Linked DNA regions of Anas platyrhynchos: region 2 is linked to region 1. Evidence: chromatin contacts called from public Hi-C data. All regions are on one chromosome and are shown on one strand. The core of a region is the stretch at or near the end of the contact, and the rest is flanking DNA. Distances in the headings are between cores, read along the strand shown.

Region 1 (3,978 bases), core at 1,107-3,606:
CAAATGTTAACACTCATTTCCTTTCTCACTCTTGGTGTGCTTGCCAAAGTAAAAAGCACTAAGCAAACAAGGAGCAGGACAAAGCTCTGCCCTCAAACACCTAAGCATTATTTCTTATTCCAAATGGATTTTGAAATCAAGAGAAAAGCCAAGGCCCAGGGCCAGCCCCTGTGTTCTCCCAGCTGGCAGGAGGTGGCAGAGCAAAGGCTCTGTCACACAGAGTTGAGGAGGAGGCATTTGAATGCAGAAAATGTTTCATTAAAAACGTGGAAAAGGCACAGTGAGGGCTGGTTTTTGGAAATACACGGCCTGATCGTGTATGCTGCTTTGAAGAAAAGCAAGCGAAGCTCCTACTGCACTGCTGCACCAGGGCAGGGGGCCCCAATTTGGTGCTTTAACGTTGCGTGGTGTCTGAAAATAATCAATACGGGCACCGGCACCGATGTGACTAACAGGAGCAAAAAGCCAAGGAGTAACCTTTCCAGCATCACCTCAGGGCATGCCTGTGCAGACGGCTGGGCTGATTCAGCCTCAGCACGTGACAGGCAGTAGAAATGAGTGGCTGTAGCTCACAGAGCACCAGGAGCTCAGGCCCCACCTTACCCAGAGCATCTGTGGTCTTTGCAGGCAGAAATGCATGGCTGTGGCCTGGGATCTGGGGCTGTTGGCTTGCCAGATTCACCTTTGCTAGGGCTGGTCAGGAAAAGCAGCTTAGCTCCTGCCTCTGCATCCCATCATCCACATCGGTCACAGAGGACAAAGGGAGAAGAAACAGCTCCGTCACTCGAGCACACTTTGGGAGATTGATTTTCCTGAAACGCTGAGTTTCCAGTAGCTCAGGAATTGCCATTTAATGTCTAAGTGATGAAGGATTACTCTAGAGTGCTAGCTGTAGGCAGACTGACGTGCCTCCCCCTTGGTGCAGCACTCTATTTCACTTCTCCTCAAGCTGCATGAGCTCTGTCCCAGCCAGCTGGGTAGTGATGGGGGTGCAGGGAAGGCTTTTGATATCATCATCACCTGCAGAAAAGGCAAGGCTGCCCCACTGCCACGTCCCCACCTTGGTCCTGGATGACAAACATCAAGGCTGGTAGCCCATCACTCTTAGTTACATGGAGGAGGTGGGATGACTTTCTGGAAATGCATAGAACCTAATCTGTGGACTGAGCTGACAAAGGTAAAAAAGAAGGTAAAATTCATACCTGAGTTCTGCCTTTTGTGCTAAACCATTAGGATTACATATATGTCCACAGGGCTTTCATCCTGGGAGCCAGTGCTCCCTGCCTGCAGCCCGGGAGGGACATGGAGATGAGGAACTGGGCATAAAACACACAGCGGGACTAAACAGGAAAAGATGTTCATAGATCACCTCCCTTGTGTAGGAACCTGGTCCCTGGCCTGGATTTGAATGCTGCAGTCATGTTCTGAGACGTGAGTGCTGCAACAGGAGCTACGGCACTTCCTGAGGTTCTTGGACTCCTCTGCCAGATGTAGCTGGGCTGTGCTCACAGCAGTCGGTGCACCAGCTTGGGCTCCTGTCGTTTTGGAAACCTGTCCCTAGAAGTCCTTTCTACCTACCATAACTCATTTCAGGATTTTCTAGCTTTAAAAGAAGTCTGTCACGGCATGGAGACTTAAAAGATTTTTTTCTTCAGCTTAATGTATTTATAAGGTTATCTGTGGCTCAGCAATCTGGTTTAATCAATTTGGGCAGATATAATTTAGGTACCAAACTTTTCAATTTGAGAAAATAACTCCCTTTGTCTTCTGAGAGCCCTATTATGACTAAGAGCATCACCGACTTTACGACAAACATAATTCCACCCAGAGACACCAGCAATCTTGGTAGGCAGTTTTAGAAACATGCAATTCTATATATGTCAGAGAAAACAGATGATCTGAAAGTAAAATGGCTCACTAAAGAATAAACAGAGCATCCTGCCAATCTTTTGTGCTTCATGTTTTCTTGGTTGGCTGCAGGTTGGGGACTTCCAGAGGAATATTTGGAGCCCGAGCCCTGTTTTGATGCCTGGCCCAAAGCAGGGAGTAAAGGGGTCTGCTGTGCTTAAGGGGTGAGCAGGGGACAGGGGACACCTAGACCTGGGGAAGGTGGGATGGAGATCCTCCCCTGTGATAGAAAAGCACATCCCCAGCCCTGCACGCCTGTGAGATGTTAGATTTTTTGGCCAGTGACTGAACAGTGGAAACCACAAGGTAATCTCCGCACGTGTGCATTAATAACCGCCTGCTCCCGTGCTAATCACGCCAGCCACGAGGCGGCTGCTAAGCAACTAAACCCCGGCAAGGAGACACTTCTGAGATAATTCTAAAAATAGGCTCTGGCAGGCGAGACAGCGCGAGCACCCGAAGCCGTGACGTCAGGCTCCTCGCTGCCGCCCGCAGCCCGGGCAAGCACCTCCGGGCATCCCCAGAGACCAGCAGCAGGGACTGACAGCGGTCCCCGACACGGCCGGCAGCCTCTGACATGCTGCTTCTGCACATCCAGCCCCAGTCTGTGCCTAAAGGTGGGTGCAGCCCCACAGCAGCCTTTGGGGATGCTGCAGGGCACGGGGATATCCCTGCTGCATCTGTGCCTGGATGGGAAAGGATGCCCTGAGCAAATCTGATGCTACAGGGAGAAATTGGATTAAACTGACAAAACCATGAACGTGACTGGAAATGAGAAGTGACATCTGGACTTTGGCAGAACCTGTCCTGCCCTGCAGGGCTGGGGCGGGTGGGATGGTGCTGTGGTGGGAGCTGTGGGCAGGGAGGACCGGCTCCTCGCAGGCGATGGGCATCCTTCTCCTCCTCACTACACCACTGCAAGAACAGGAAAGTCTGGGCAGCCACCACCCACACTTCAGGATGACTGCTGCTGTCAGCAATGCAGCCATTTCTCTCCTCCGAATACCACTTTCTGGTAAAACAGGGGCCTGAGGGAGCTGCTTCTTGACAGCAGTAAGAGCCCCAAGGTCAAAGGAGTGGAGGCAGGTGAGCACCCCAGCAAGCAGCGGGGTCCTGTGCCACCCCCATGCGGACAGCCACAGACCAGTGCCTCCAGGAACCCCAGCAAGCACCTTTGTCATGTTTTCTCCTGCTCCATCACTTCTCCTGGGAGAACAAGGTGTGGAATTTGGCATCAGCCATTTGGCTGCCCGCTCTTCCCAACAACTTCCTCACCGAGCATAAAAACACACTCAAAAGTAGAAAGAGCAGAGCTAGAAACTTTCACACCCCTTGTAGAGGAAATGACCTCTGAGCTGTGGAGGGGGGCCATAAATTTCCCAGCAAACGTACTCTGGGCATGGGTGTGTGTTCATCTCCCAAATACCAGCATTGCCTCCAGTGGGAGCGAGAGCAAGCCCACCACTAACACACAGCGCTTGATCTCGGCGCCTCTTGTGCATCAACACTGTTGGTGAAACAAATACCAGGCTTTGATAAAATGAGTATGTGTCAACATACTTCTGACTCACAAGGTTTCAAAGGGAGAGTCGGGAGGATCCTGCTTCAGTGCTTTTTATCAGGCCATGACACAGACATCCAGGCTGGAAATCCTGCCGTGCCCTGGGCCTGCCTCGCTCAGAGCGACGCTGAGATCTCGGTGCACTTGGAAGGAGATTTCCAAGGGAGAAGCCCTGTACCTATTCACTCCACATGCACCAGCTCACAAAACCTCTCTCCAAACCCAGAAGGAGGGCTCAGCCAAAATACAATGCCCATAAACATTTTACAGAAGGTTTCTCATCATCCATCCCCGTCACTGCTGTGACAACGTGACAAGTGTCATGCGTGGGGTGGCACCAGGATGCCCAGCCTGTACCTTCTGCTGCCATGAGTGTATTCACTGCTCCCCTCCATGGGTTACTCTGATTGCTTGTTAAAAAGCTGAGGGTTTGATACCTCCCAGCTGTGAAGTACAAAGAAAACCTTTCGAGAGATCTTGCACAGCAAATGTACTTGCCTGTGCTGGTC
Region 2 (3,978 bases), core at 457-2,956, 63 kb after region 1:
AGAGCGATTAGATACCCGCGGACCAACTGGTTAAGGAAATCTTGAATGGTTTAAAGGGCTCATCAGTCCTTATTAATGCGAACTTGCAGCCAAGGTGCCGCAGCCAAAGCGGCGGCGGTTTAGCGAAGCTGCAACAAGAATATTTAAATTGCTGTAAAATGAACCTGCTGGATTCCTGCCACGCAATCAAACGCCGTAGCACGCACCGTGCAAAAGAGGTGGTATTTCTGAGCAGCCCGTGGGGACTTGAGGCAGGCTGGTGTCACACAGCCGTGCTGGAGGCCACCACCGGCCACCAGTTAAGGGTGAATGCTCGCGTGTGTCACCAAGCCACAGAGCACAAGTGCCACAGGCAACATAACAGTGACTCTGTGACCACCCCGAAATCTCCACCAGGAGAGGGGAGGGCAGAAATAACAAGAGCTAGGCATTACTGTGCAAACGGGCAGCCAAGTCAGCAGTGCCATGCAGGGTATAAGGGCAGGGACCCATGAAAGGAAAGCAAACAGGAGCAGCTGCGTGCATCCACCTGGGTGGCACGGGGCAGGAGGTGGGTGCTGGGGAAGGGCAGAGGCTTGCAGAAGGATGTGACAGAAGGCAGTAGGGGGCCGGCACCCCCAGCAGCACCCACGGGAGGGAAATCTGCTCCAAGGCAGCACTCAGAGCAGGGTTAAGGCACACGGTGGCATCCCCCAGTGATGCTGGGATGGGGTCTCCATCAGTGATGGCTGTGTTGTGCCCCTCCTGTGGCACCCAGCACGGCAGTGTGGGGACAACAAGGTCCCCCCAGCCCCACCACCCCAACACCACAGCCTGGGGACAAGGGGGTGACCACCGCGAGCACCAGCCCAGGGGTGCTGCCGGGGTGGTCCCCAAGACCCCTGCTCCACAGGGGGATGGCAGGGGGGGGGAATGGTCACAGATGGTGGGGGACAGCGGGGGGCTCTAACAGAGCTCCAGCTCCTGGACGTCTCATCCAGCTGGAAACGCTCTGCTCATCTTTAAATTGGGGGTGCAGCCTCCGGAGCCACAGAGATTGAAAAACAAGCGGCTGGAAACTGCAGGGCCGGAGGGACAAAATCGCTCCGGATTTTACAAAAACCGCCCCAATTCAGTCCAGCCTTACCGGGGGCTCGGGCTGGCCGCAGCCGGGGGCGCTCGTTTTCCCCCTTCTTCCCCAGCCTCTACCGCTCCATGCCCAGGCTGGGGGGCTCCCAAAGTCACCGTCACCCCCCGGGTTTCCTGCGGGCTTCGGCAGCCCCCTCTGGCTCAAGGCACCCAGTCCTCGGGGGGGGGGTCTCCCGCAGCCGGAGCCACCCCGCTCCTACGGACGGACAGAGCGGGGCTGTCTGCGATGTCCGGAGCACCACGAAAAGCCGGGGTCTCGCTGCCAGCCCCCCGCCCTCCTTGCCCGGAGCCCCCAGAAGTTCCCCCAAAGTTGCGCGCACCCAGCGCGCTGCGCCCCAGCCCCGCAGACGGCGCCTACAGCGCACGGAGACCCCCCCTTTGCCCCCTCCCAGACCCCCTCCAGGCCGGATTCTCCCCCTCAGCACCTTGGCTCCGCACCCACCTGGATGTACGCCATCTTCCGCGGGGCTCCGCTGCGCCGCGCTGCGCCCCCCGGCACGGCACGGCACGGCACGGCACCGCCCCGGGCGGGGAGGGGGCGGCCACGAAGGCACCGCGGGGCTGGGGGGCGCCGTCAGGGCGGGGAGAGCCGCCACCGAGGCCCCCCCATCCCCAGCTCGTCGGGAAAATGCGAGGGGGCTTCGTGCTCTGAGGGGGGGGGAGCCGGCGGGCGGCCACCCGGCACGGCTCGGCACGGCTCGGCGCTGCCCGCGGGTGCAACAGGTCCGCCGCAGCACGGGCAAACACTGACCTCCAGAGGGCCCGGCGTGGAAATTCAGGGCTGGGAAGCCCTCCTCGGCCCCCGGGGGGACGCTCGGGAGAAGCCCAGGGATGTAAGTGTGGAGCTGGCGAGGCCGCGCTGGGTAACGCGGTTGTTGCGCCTGTGCTTTCCCCCGAGGAGCTGACGGTAAGAGATGTCCTAAACGCACCTGAGCTGTGACAGGGACGCGGTTGTTGCAGGAGGTTAAGTGCACGGAGTTATAGCACGTACGCTCGCGTCTCCCCGGGTGAGGAGGAGCTGGAGGAAGGTGCCCACAGTCCCTGCTGAGCATCGCTGCTTGGCTTCGTGCCCACCTGCTGAGAGGTCAGCCCCCAGGCTGAACAGGGGGCATGGGATGCAGCCCAGTGGTGGGACCTCTCGGGCAAACCCCACCGAGCAGGTGGCTGGGTCTGGGTAGCATTTAAAGGGAGCTCAGTTAGGGAAGCGGCCCATTTTGAGGTCAATCTCCCAAAAATGAAATCTCAGGAAAGGTGGAGATATGGGGCTGTTCCTCTTCAGCACTGCCTTGGCAGCACACAAATTACAGCTTCCCTACACGCCGCCCTAAATGAAGGCTCCTGCCCACAGCCTTGGAGGAAATTCTGTGGCTGGCACCTTCCCAGCCCGCGGGTTTCCGCAAAAGCCTGCACAAAGCCAACGCTCGTGCTGTTGGAGCAGAGTGCCCGTATCCACGTGCCGCTCCTTGGGGAGATGCACTGCTGCCCACCAGGCAGGGGCTCGTAGCCGTCCTGCTGCCAGCTCACAAATACATACCTTAAATGGGAAACAGCCTCCCAGACGGAGATTTTCTGACAGATCCTGGCCCCAAGCTCTGGAGGGGACCAGAACTACTGAAGCCTTGCATGAGAAATTGCAATGCAGCACCCTCCTGCTGTCCTTCCCTGAGCAAAGGCATGTGTTGAGAGGAGAAGAAAACCCATCTTGTACCCAACGTGTTCGCCATGCGATGAAGAAGGGGCCTGGTTTGTGCAGTACCAATGAAAGATGAAGGGCACTTTGTTGGCCAGCCTCGAGCACACTGCTCCGAGCAAAGCACAGACGCAGCAAGGCCAGAGGTTTGCAGCCCAGCCCAGCTGAGCATTTGGAAGCTGCAGGCTCCTAGGCGCCTCCCTGCTGCCCAGCACCCCAATGTGTTGCACCATAGAATGGTGAGAGGTAAAAGCATGCTGCTCTGCAGAACAGAGTAGGCAGAGTTTCAAATGCTGGCCAGCCTAAAAACACGAGTCACTACTGCTCCTTGTGGCAGCGAGCGGGTCTGGGGGACTTGGAAGGCTCTCGCCCCACTGATCTCATTTAACGGCCCGTTTAAGTTCTCACTGAATTCAATGAAAAACTCCCATTGACTTCCGTGGGAAGGGTGGGAAGGGCCTTACTCCCAGTTAAAAACATAAATTCTCTTTTTCCCCAGGGAGAGCAGCTACTGCTGTAGAAGATCTACCACAGCGGAGATAAGCAAGACAAAAACTGTAATACTTTGTTTCAGGCAGTTTTGAGCATATGATTAAACCGTGGTACAAGCTGTTTGTCAATTTGCGCTCTTGGATTCTTTGTCATTCCACAGCCTCTTTCCAAGTGCCAGTGTTTAAAATGTCAGTCTTTACTTTGAATATCACTGCTCTTTTCATCTTGACTCACCACCGCCTTAATGCAGCTTGCAATAAGCAAGCACATGGATTTTTTTTCATGTTACAATGTAGTAGAGGCTTAAACTTTTAAGACAGATTTTTTTTTTTTGACTCTTTAAAGCCATAATGCTGTGAGTCACAAAAACTATGTCACACTTCGCTATACAAACACGCACACCTTTGTACTTACTCCTTTGACAACATAAAGGAGAGAGGAAGACCCAATGCCACGGCCATCCTCCCTCACAGACCGGAGCTCGCTGTGGTGTACCTGGCACGTCCACAGATCAGTGCTCTTCTTCCTCCTGAGGCAACAGGCTCTTTGGCTGGCACACATAAGCATCATGAACCCAAAAAGGAGAGCAAAAGAATGAAGTTTACATGAGGTTTCACTAATGCTATTGATTGTTACGGTGAATGAATTCACGTGCTTTAGTAGCAGAC

Evidence for each region. Hi-C and Micro-C count contacts between places; a contact is called where the count stands out from the background.
Region 2: a contact with region 1 is called in a Hi-C map of liver, with 2.7 times the contacts expected there. The contact joins the promoter of SYT17 here to the enhancer-like site in region 1. A contact is called at or near these places in 3 of 8 Hi-C or Micro-C datasets (F1 follicle, liver and subcutaneous adipose tissue).

What each region holds. Positions count from the first base shown.
Region 1 is chr15:11,457,310-11,461,287 of IASCAAS_PekinDuck_T2T, forward strand. No RefSeq gene overlaps it. Among named protein-coding and RNA genes, the nearest start is that of SMG1, 18 kb to the left of the region's middle. Within about 2 kb of position 2,357, at least 2 of the 8 cell types and tissues checked have an H3K27ac peak or open chromatin away from gene starts, as enhancers often do.
Region 2 is chr15:11,520,993-11,524,970 of IASCAAS_PekinDuck_T2T, forward strand. SYT17 (synaptotagmin 17) reads right to left here and starts at 1,707. Exons shown (of 11, transcript XM_072024142.1): 1 at 1,571-1,707. The coding sequence starts at 1,585.